Linked DNA regions of Arachis hypogaea: region 2 is linked to region 1. The links are chromatin contacts, called in public Hi-C maps. All regions are on one chromosome and are shown on one strand. The core of a region is the stretch at or near the end of the contact, and the rest is flanking DNA. Distances in the headings are between cores, read along the strand shown.

Region 1 (5,174 bases), core at 1,412-3,911:
TTAAAGCGTGGCGATAGGGCAGATCTGGCCACGCTTTTAAAGCGTGGCGATAGGTGGAGATACGACCACGCTTTTAAAACGTGGCGATAGGAAGAGATACGGCCACGCTTTTAAAGCGTGGCCAGCCATAGCAAAATATACAGCCATGCTTTAAAAGCGTGGCGAAAGCCTTGTTAAATTAAAAAAAAAATTTCTTTCCTTACTTGATCTTCATTGCTACACAATATAAATTTTCAATCCTTTTTTATTACCAAACCTACAAATATAGTATGCAATTTTTATTACAAGACAAATCAAACAATAATTAGTGAGATATATAATTTACTATAATTGTTTTATACATTAAAAAACTATTACTCAAATACAAAATAAATCTCGAGTTCAAATTCCAAAACTAAAAACCGAAGAAAAATACAGAAACAATACAAGTTAGAACTGCTCATAATATATCAAATTACACTAATAGAGATGATCATCAATCTAAATACTTAGTAAAAGATCAAAATCAACCTAAAACTGCTCCACTTTGTGCATTAAGCGTTCAAGTTATCCATTCCAATACTAGCCTGCAGCAAAATATCAAGAACAAATTGAACCAACAAAAACGATATATATAAAAATATTATAAGAAATAATCTAATTTATGCATGTATTAACAATTCCAAATTAAACCAGGTTCACATTCTACTATAAAAATTCATCAGCATTGTTATGCTAATAGGAATAAAAATTCCAAACACCTTGCACATCTAGTTATCTTTATTATTACAAAAAGTAGTAGGCACCTAATGAGCAGCTTCTACCTAGTATCCATTTACAAATAGTGGCAGTGGTATTCCAAACTCATAGTAAGTGAAAATTAGTGAAGAAAATGGATTGAACTACATTTTGAATCCATAAAGTTCACCATTTTGCCGATTTGCATTTGGCAGATATTGCACTCCCTTGGAAGTAAGGCTTGGAGGTTCTCAACTTCTTCATAGGTTGGTCTCTTATAGTCTACTGTCTATTAATCATTTAGCGAAAAAATTAGATCCTTAGAGAGAGAGAGAGAGAGAGAGAGAGAGAGAGAGAGAGAGAGAGAGAGAGAGAGATAATAAATTCTCACTATTTTATTTTATTTTATTTAGAAAAAAAAAGACCCATAAGCGAGGATTATCAAATACTGTTAGATTGAACCACAAATAGCCAGAAATTGAATTGAATGCTCACTGATTGGTAAATGCAAATGTAAAAGTACAATACCACGAAACTAAACTATGCTCAAAATACCAAACTAAATTATTGAACAACTATAAAGCAGATGCATTATTTGCTCTTTTTTCAAGCGATAAAATTATTTATTTGCAAAACCAATAAAGCAATAAGGTTGATGCAAAATGCTTAAGGTATACCGGTGAGGGAAAAAATCTGCATCCTATTGAAGAATCCAAGAAAGCAGTGAGATCAAACATGTCTTCAAGTTTGAACTTTATGCCAGTCTCCTCTTCAACCTGTTAGAGGCACAATTAAGCCATAAAGAGAATTGTAGAGAGAGAGAGAGAGAGAGAGAGAGAGAGAGAGAGAGAGAGAGAGAGAGAGAGAAGCCTCACGAACTGCAGTGCCAACGAAATCACCCTTGTCATCATCCAACATTCCAGCAGGCAATTCCAAAATAATTCTTCCAGTAGGAACCCTTGCCTGATAAATAAAAAATAATAAGCATAATATGGAACTCTAGTTAAAATGTTTGAAAAAAAACATAGTTCTCTCTACAAGGATCTAACATCTAAGAACCTGTTCAGTAAGGACAGCATAAGTTTCACCTTCTGATTCCAGAAGTATCAACACAGTCACAGCAGGTCCTCTTGCAAATACAATACCTGGAACCTAATCACGGTTTACTTTATTATATATAAAGAAAGAAATCAGCATCAGGTGCAAGTGCATAGAAATTACAAGCAAAAGAGGAATGATGGATGCCTGAGAACATAAGGTAAGAAGCAAAAGATCCTAATAGTTGTGCATTTTAGATACCACATAGCTCAGAATGTGGTATGCCTATGAATCAAATACTATTAATACATTGCTTGCCATGATGAGGAATCCAATTTTTGGATATTGAAGCAGAAGAAGCTATTTTTGAATAATATATATAGAGCATAACAGGTAAAATGTCTACTAGTTCATAGCCCCTTGCTAAAATTAACACAAGAAAATGGAAATATAGACTAGCTTATAAATGTCAGCTTTAAATTTGAGAAACCCAATGCACTTTCCAAACATGTCTACACCCTATTTACATCAAAAAGAGTCCAACTAGTTTCGTTGATTTTGATTTGAGAACATGAATAAGACTAGAAGACTAACAGGTTAGTCAGTTACTTAAATTACCACTTAACAAGGCCTAATTATCAGAAATCATATCCACTTTTTAAATACTGATGATGCAATTACCTGAATTAGAACTTGTCTCAGAGCCAAGGTGCCATCAGCTAGAATCCCAATCTCACTTTGCAAGTTATGCAACCATTGCTTGAATAAAGAGGAATCAATAGCATTCCTGCAATGGAAAACAACAAAAACCAAACCAAACCACCACAACTGAGACATGTTTTTTATATAGCATGATAACAAGAAGAAACTGTGTGCCTATCAATTCTCTTTTGCCATTACATCTCATGGGGACTTATCAAAACCTAGCATCTAATTGAACAAAACCTCCAATATCTAATTTTAGTAGCTGTCAAAACCTGCAGGGTGTGAAAGAGGAAGAAAGGAATGCCTAAATCCATCTTTTAATATAATTATTCAGCACATTCCCTTCCTGAACAAACACACTGTGAACTTTCAACACATATCTCACCCTGAAATCAAAACAAGAACAAAATGTTAAAGAGTGTCATTATAATGTGTAACCTGAGTTTCTTCATTATTAATTCACTTAAGAGAAATTTGACCTTGTTATATACTATGCCCAAGAGAGCAAGGCTAGCAGCTTTATCTACATCAGCATCATCAAAGATTAGAAGAGGTGACTTTCCTACTAATTCAAGTGAAACTTGTTTCAAGTTGCTGCTAGCTGCAGCATGCATTATTTCACGGCCTACCTCCATCGAACCGGTGAAGCTGACCTGCACACACATAAAGCACAAAAATCAAAATATTAGCCGAGGTTAACTATACAAATCAAACAATGCTATAGCCAAGTTACATTGCGGTCAATCACACTTAACTCGATACAATCAATACACACACAAATTCTTCCAAAAATAAAACAATAAAAATAAATTGAAAATTTGTTTGTCAGGACTTAAATTAGAATTTTTCCTTCCAGCTGAAAAGAACTTATTCATTTTGGTTCATTTCAGTGGATCTACCTACTAATCTGATATTTAATTCAGCAACAAAGTAACAATATGCAGTCGAGGGAAAATCTTTACTTTCTGACACTTTAGTAGGGACGTATACCTTCGGGTTTGCTTGTAGAAGCTTCACAAGGATCCTGAAGATGGATTTCAAAGATGAAATCACTTCGAGTTTTTCCTTAATTGATGCCACAAGATCTTTGTTAACTTCTGTCATACTGATATCTGAAACATGGCCACAGTCCATGCTTTTCAAAAGCTCCTTAGATTTGTTAATGCTGGTTTCCATGAAGTTCTTCCCTCTCTTATGCGTATCCATTGATGGATAGAGCCACAAACTTAAAGGAAAAGGAAAATTGTTAGCTGAAAAAAATTCCATCATATTGATGATAGGAAATCAGGACTTATGGCTGAACAAAATTCAATTTCAGTTGATAGTATATACATCAAGGTTTCTGATCAATCATATTTCAAATTTGTTAGCTACATGTTAAGAATAATAGACTTAGACAATGTTAATTTTCAAAATTGTATATAGTTACTATATATTATATATTACAAGGAAAAATTCATGGTAGAAAAGAAAACAGAAATCTAAGTAACAAAAATTAGGATATTCTGTTGGAGAAGATTAAGATTTTTTTTCTTTAACAGATTAAATAAATTTGAGAGGAAAATTTGACTTATCTGCTGGTTTTTATTCGCAAAATTTAGAAACCTGTTGGAAGAAGCACCTGGCAAGAAAAGGCATCTTTCGTTCAAGCTGGTCATCTTCTCCACCCTCAAGTGACCTCTTCTCCATGCTTTTTGTGTCCCCAGTTGCCCTCTGCATTTCACACTCACTCACTTCCAATAATAATACCCTAAGTTACCAAATCTGCAACAACTAAACCACTAAAGTCAATCACCATTATGCAATCCACGTCACAAAATATCATAGTATTAATAATTAATTGATAATAATAATAATAAACAAAACAGAGAAACCCTAGCAACAATAGCAACGACAAGCTAGAACAGATCTATAATACCATAACATAACAATACAAACAAATAAAACCGGGAATTTCATTAAAATATTCAAATTCCAAGCTTGCCAAACTCTAATCCCCCAAACGAGCAATCTTGACCACCAAATTCCACGAAAAAATTGAGGGAAAAGGAAAAAAAGAACTAGAAAGGAGCTGAACTCACCAAGAAAAGCCTCTGCTGGATGTAGAAGTGGAAGTTGAGGAATAGAACCTGGGAAACTAAACTGGATGATGTGTAAGGTACTAAGGTGTTACTGATGCTGCTCCAGAGAGAGAGAGAGAGAGAGAGAGAGAGAGAGAGAGAGAGAGAGAGAGAGAGAGAGAGAGAGAGAGAGAGAGAGAGAGAGAGAGAGAGAGAGAGAGAGAGAGAGAGAGAGAGAGAGAGAGAGAGAGAGAGAGAGAGAGAGTTTGGTGAGAGAGTTATGGTGGGATCGGAGTAGCGATAGTGGGAGTGTCGGAAGAGAGAGCGCCGATGGGGGCATTGCGATGGAAGGGAGTGGCGACGGAAGGGAGCGGCGATGGAAGGGAGCAGCGTCGGAGGGGCATCGATGGAGGGTTTGCGAGGGACGGTCAGAGTCACCGCCAAAGGGAGTCACCAACGAGGAGAGGGAGTGCCGACAAAGGGACCAGGGATGGTGGGAGTGCCAGAAGAGGGAGCGACAGCGATGTTCTTTGGAGTGCTGGGATTCTTTGCCGTCACTGGTGTTTAGGGTTATGTGCTAGTGTTTCAGTGTTTAGGGAACGACCAAAAGGGTTTCATGTAAATGGGAGAGTTTCGAAACTGTTTTTGAATAAA
Region 2 (5,174 bases), core at 1,293-3,792, 140 kb after region 1:
ACTTAACTCTATCTGCAATTTAACACACTCCTTCTTAATTTGATCTGCTACAGATTGAGTCATCAACTTTACTAAAACAAATTAGATCAGATTGAATATATATAGATAAGATTAATATTGCTCGCCCTAAATATTTCATAAACAACTTATAAAGCTGGGGATGCATGGCACGCGGAGACTAGCAGGTTTCAGTTCAGAGGCTAACGAGGTTACGAGGCTATATAATTAGTTTGATCAAGGCAATCAAATAATAATAAGTACGGACTTGTGTTTCATGTCTCTTGTGTAAGGGTGGCAATGGATAGGGTAGGGTAGGGTTTGGATCTAACCCTAACTCTATCCGTGAGTTGAGATTTTTATATAAACTCAATTCTACTCTATTCGCGGATTGAGAATATCTCAATCCTAACCCTACCCGCTCTTAACTTGTGGGTACCCAACCCTATCTGTAGGTTACAAAAAATATACAACATTATTATATAACTTGATGATAATTTAAAATAGAACTGATTTTTATGTAAAAAAAAAAATATAATTATCAATTAATGATTTATTTTTTAGTGGTTAAGGATCTTTTATATTTAGTGAAAAGTCTTTGATTCAACATCCACTTAAAACATATTTTTATATAAGTATATAATATAAACATATATATAATGCGGGTTGGTCGGGTAGGGTTGAGACTCAACCTGCACCCTACCCGACCCGCACAAAAATCCTACTCACATCCTACCCTATCCGTTGCGAATCAGGTTGGCAACCCTATCTAATCGGATGGGGTCGGATTAGATACCCACAGATAAGGTACATATTGCCACTCCTACTCTTGTGGGTGATTTTCTTTTACTTAATAAGTAAGCCTATTATATTGGAGGCACATTTTATTCGTAGGATTTAATATTTATGTAAATATATGTCTCAAATAAAGTATTATTTCTCCTCAAATCAAGACAGTCTATTAGCAATCTATCTTAGAATGTGATGATCTTGAAATTTACGATGGTCACAAATAAAATAAAAAAAAGTTACTAATTTTGATCTATAATGATGATGGTATTATGAAAAATTCATTTTATTTATTCTTTTGTCTTCTTAATTCTTTTTTTAATTTGGTTATTGATGGTGAGTTAAAAAGAAAGACTTTATAGGTAAAAAGAGCAGACTAAATTCTTATTTGTTTTCATAAAAACCAACTTCCATCAAGTTGGTTACATTTTAAAATAATTATATATCTTCTTTTATTTTATTATTTTAATTAAATATTTATTAAACCAATAAGATAAGACACATCACACACATGAGACATCATATAATAATATAATTTCTTACATTTTAAAACTAAATTTAATTTAACATAGCTTATCAATTGTAAAAACAAACTTTCATTTCCTTAAAAGAAGATTTTGTTTAGTTATCCATTTCTTCATGTTTAATTATTTTTATTTTTTTTAAAAAACCAAATAAGTTGACGAATTCAATTAATAATATTTTAAATTTTAGTTGATATTTTGATCTCATATTTGGTTTAATTATTTATATTGAGTTTAAATTAAATAGTCTTTGATTCTAGATTATAATTTAAAAATTTTAAATAATATTAAATAACCAATTATCAATACAATTTATAAACTTTAAAATTAATTAAATTTGATTAAACTAATTTTTTAAATGTAATTTGCTAATTATACAAAATTTTACCACTAAAAACTAATACCATAAATGTAAAAAATAATTGAATGGGATCCACTTGATTTTGGCCAAAATCAGGGGCGGGGCTAGATTAACTTTTAGGGAGGGGCTAAAAAAAACTTTATAATTAACAAAAAATAAAATAAAAATTTTAAGGGGGCTAAATTAAAATTTATGCATAATTTGTAAAGAAAACTTAATAGTTGGGGGAGGCCATTGCCCTCCTTGGCTTGTATGTGGCTCCGCCACTGGCCAAAATCGAAAAAGATCCACCCTAATTTTTCACCTAAAAAAATATTATTTTGGCATTTAATATTATTTTAATTTATTGTTAAAATATTAATTTTTAGAATTTATTTAAAAATGTTCCATTCTTCTATACACGAAATCTCCACAACCGGCAAAGACCAAAAGCTAATTCAGTAATTCCTAAGCTTTCTGGCTATCGATTTATTAGTTTGTTTATGTTATTGTATTTAATAATTGAGATTCATTGGTAAAATACGTTGACATAATAATAATAATAATAATAATAATAATAATAATAATAATAATGAAATTAATTTGATTACTTATACTATAAAATTTTAACAGCATATTAAAATTAATTTGTATCGAATAATATTAACAAGATTTTATTTTAAGCATTAGTTATCTAAAATAACATTATTTTTTTATAAAATTAACTGATCAAGGCTTGAAAGCTAAAAATTTATATAACAAATTGCTATAAAGTCTTAATGCATGCACATATGTAATTTGAGAAGACAGAGAGATCAGTACTAAGTACTAACATGCAACCACCGCCACTGTTGTTTGCTCTGTATACCACTTTTTTCCCTTTGACCAATAATGACCAATGTCTATTATTTTCTTTGACCAAATTAAAATAATAAAATTAAAATCGCACACCTTGCACATGATAATATAACATTATTACTTTAATTTGTACGATTAGGCTTGCTTTCAAGTGGAACACTAATTTAAACGTGCTCTACCTTTATAGGAAGGAGACAGTACTAAAACAAAATAACAAAGTACATATATGTATAACTTTTTTTTTTTAAAGAAAGTACGGGAGACAATGGATTTAGTAAATAATATGAACAATAAAGTTAAAAAAAAATTAAAATAAGATGATAATTAATTTAAATAAATTTTAATAATTTCGAATTTAAAAAAAATAATGATTTGTAAATTGTATGATTTTGAAAATTGGATTAGACCGGTCGGTCTGACGGGTTAAATCGTAAACCGAGACTCATTACGGTATGGTTTAACTTATAAAACTGCTAATTTAAAAACTGCCTAAAAACTATTGAACCGACTGAGAATCGGTCGGTCAGACCGAACCGAGACCCGGCTGGTTTTGCTGAAACGGTGCTGTTTTGGGTTTTGGATAAAAACAAAAAAGGAAAGCGTTCGGCGTTCAGTCTCCTCCTCTTCTCAAACTCACTCTCAAACAAAAAATAAAACCCTAGCAGTAGCCTCCACCGCCGCTGCAAGGAAGGAGACACTGCCGCCGTCCGTCGCGCCATCGTCATTCTTAAGCTCTCCAACCTCTGTTCACTCAAACTCCTCTCAACTCTCACTCTCTCAAACGAAGCTATCTTCCTCCAAAACGAAACCCTAGCTTACAATAGCTTCTGCCACCGTCCGTCACGCTCAGGAGCTTCTGTCCTTGTCTGGTCGTCGTCGTCGTGATCCAAGTCTCCAACTCCTCTCCTCATTCACCAATCACAGCTTCTTTCTCGTTCTCCGCGTCCATCGTCTGTTGATGAATCCATATTTGACGATGTATTTTGGTTTGATTCGAATGGATTTCATCACATAAACTCACACTTATTCACTAAAATAGCATGCTTTTGTATTTTCTCCCTAAATTGTGCTTGATTATGAAAACATGCTCTTTTGTACTTATTTTTGACTACTTTTATTCCATTTACCTTCCATTCGATACCTTGATGTTATTTGTGAGTGATTTCAGATGAATAAGGTAGGAATGGCTTGGTGGGAATGGAAGAGGAGCATGCAGTTGGGAGGAAGCATGAAGAAAAATAAAGGAGGAGAGCTCAGCCATGCGTGCGTGCACACAAGGATGCGTGCGTACGCACAAGAAGGAAATCAGCATGCGTGTGTGCGCACAACCACCTGTGCGTACCCACAAGAACCCAAGCAGAGCGAGTCCAGAGCATCGCAAAGTGTGTGTGCGCACAACCCTCTGTGCATACGCACAAGTAAAAATTCGGCGAAGTGTGCGGACGCACACGTCTGTGCGTCCGCACAGGTCCCAGTGCGTGCCTTCATTAAAAATGCACGTGTACTTGCGTTTTGGGGCCCTTTTTGTCCCATTTCTAAAGGCTTGAGGCTGAAATCAAAGGCTATATATCAAGGGGGCAACATCTCATATGAAGGCATTAGGACTTAGACTTTATTTTCCATAGTTTTACATAGTAGGAGTAGGAGTAGTGTAGATTAGGTAATTCTCTCTTAGGGTTTTAATTAGGGTTTGTAGAATTTTATACTTCAAGTTTAATTTTGGATTATAACAATTGTATTGTAAGTATTTCTTTAATTTCTCTTTTAATTACATTGCTTGTTCTACACTTTCATCTATTTTCATTTCTCTTGTCAATATATGCATAGGTTTGCAATCTTGATTTCTAGTTGTTAATTTGATGTTTGATGCTTATTTTATGTTTGTTTGAGTTGCCTTTATTGATTTTGATCATTTATGATTCATAGCTTTCATCAATTTCTCAATTTTGCCATGTTTTATGTTTATGCCCTCTATGTGTTTGATAAAATGCCAATTTTGATTATGGGGTAATTTCCACCCCTTGGCTTGGGGAAAATGAGTGTATGGATTACTAGAGCCATAATGTCCAACATTTAGTGATAATTCTTGGGTTGTTAATTGTTGTTGTTCCCACTAACGCTAATTTGTTGCTAAGGTAATTAGCAAGCAAGCTAGGATTTGTGGGTTAAGAACACTTATACTCATTTAACTTACTCTCCGATGTGAGGGTTGACTTAGTGAGATTAATCCATCATAATTATCATAGTTGTGGTTGTGGCAAGGAAGGGATTCCATAGCTCATCCCGAGTCAAGGTTTCATTTATGTTTTAAACCACTTTTTCATCAATTTTGAGTCTTGTTTATATTGCATACATAGTTCTTTTATTCCTTTATTAGTTTGTTAATTGCAATTTTGTCTAGTTATTTTATCTCTTCATTTGTTTGCTTCCTTATCATTGAAAACACTCTTTTGATCTTCACAACCAATTTTATGCACTCATTGGTATTAGTTCCTAGGAAAGACGACCCGGGATTTAAAACTCCCGGTTATTTTGTGTTGATTGTGACATCTTTAGGATTATAATTTGATTGATGATCAATGATTGGGTTTGGGCTATACTTGCAACGTCAATCCTATTTTTAGTGCGAAAATCCAACCCCATACTTTTGGTCATTGTCATCTGGT

What was found. Hi-C and Micro-C count contacts between places; a contact is called where the count stands out from the background.
Region 2: a contact with region 1 is called in a Hi-C map of leaf, with 4 times the contacts expected there. The contact joins the enhancer-like site here to the promoter of LOC112749229 in region 1. A contact is called at or near these places in 3 of 8 Hi-C or Micro-C datasets (all in leaf).

What each region holds. Positions count from the first base shown.
Region 1 is chr15:149,198,191-149,203,364 of arahy.Tifrunner.gnm2.J5K5, forward strand. It overlaps LOC112749229 (nudix hydrolase 14, chloroplastic-like), which reads right to left and starts at 2,662. Exons shown (of 6, transcript XM_072218429.1): 1 at 2,437-2,662; 2 at 2,212-2,274; 3 at 1,777-1,869; 4 at 1,588-1,680; 5 at 1,395-1,493; 6 at 854-1,006. The coding sequence starts at 2,592. The coding sequence ends at 860.
Region 2 is chr15:149,336,084-149,341,257 of arahy.Tifrunner.gnm2.J5K5, forward strand. No RefSeq gene overlaps it. Among protein-coding and RNA genes, the nearest start is that of LOC112751248, 9.6 kb to the right of the region's middle. Within about 2 kb of position 2,543, at least 2 of the 3 cell types and tissues checked have open chromatin away from gene starts, as enhancers often do.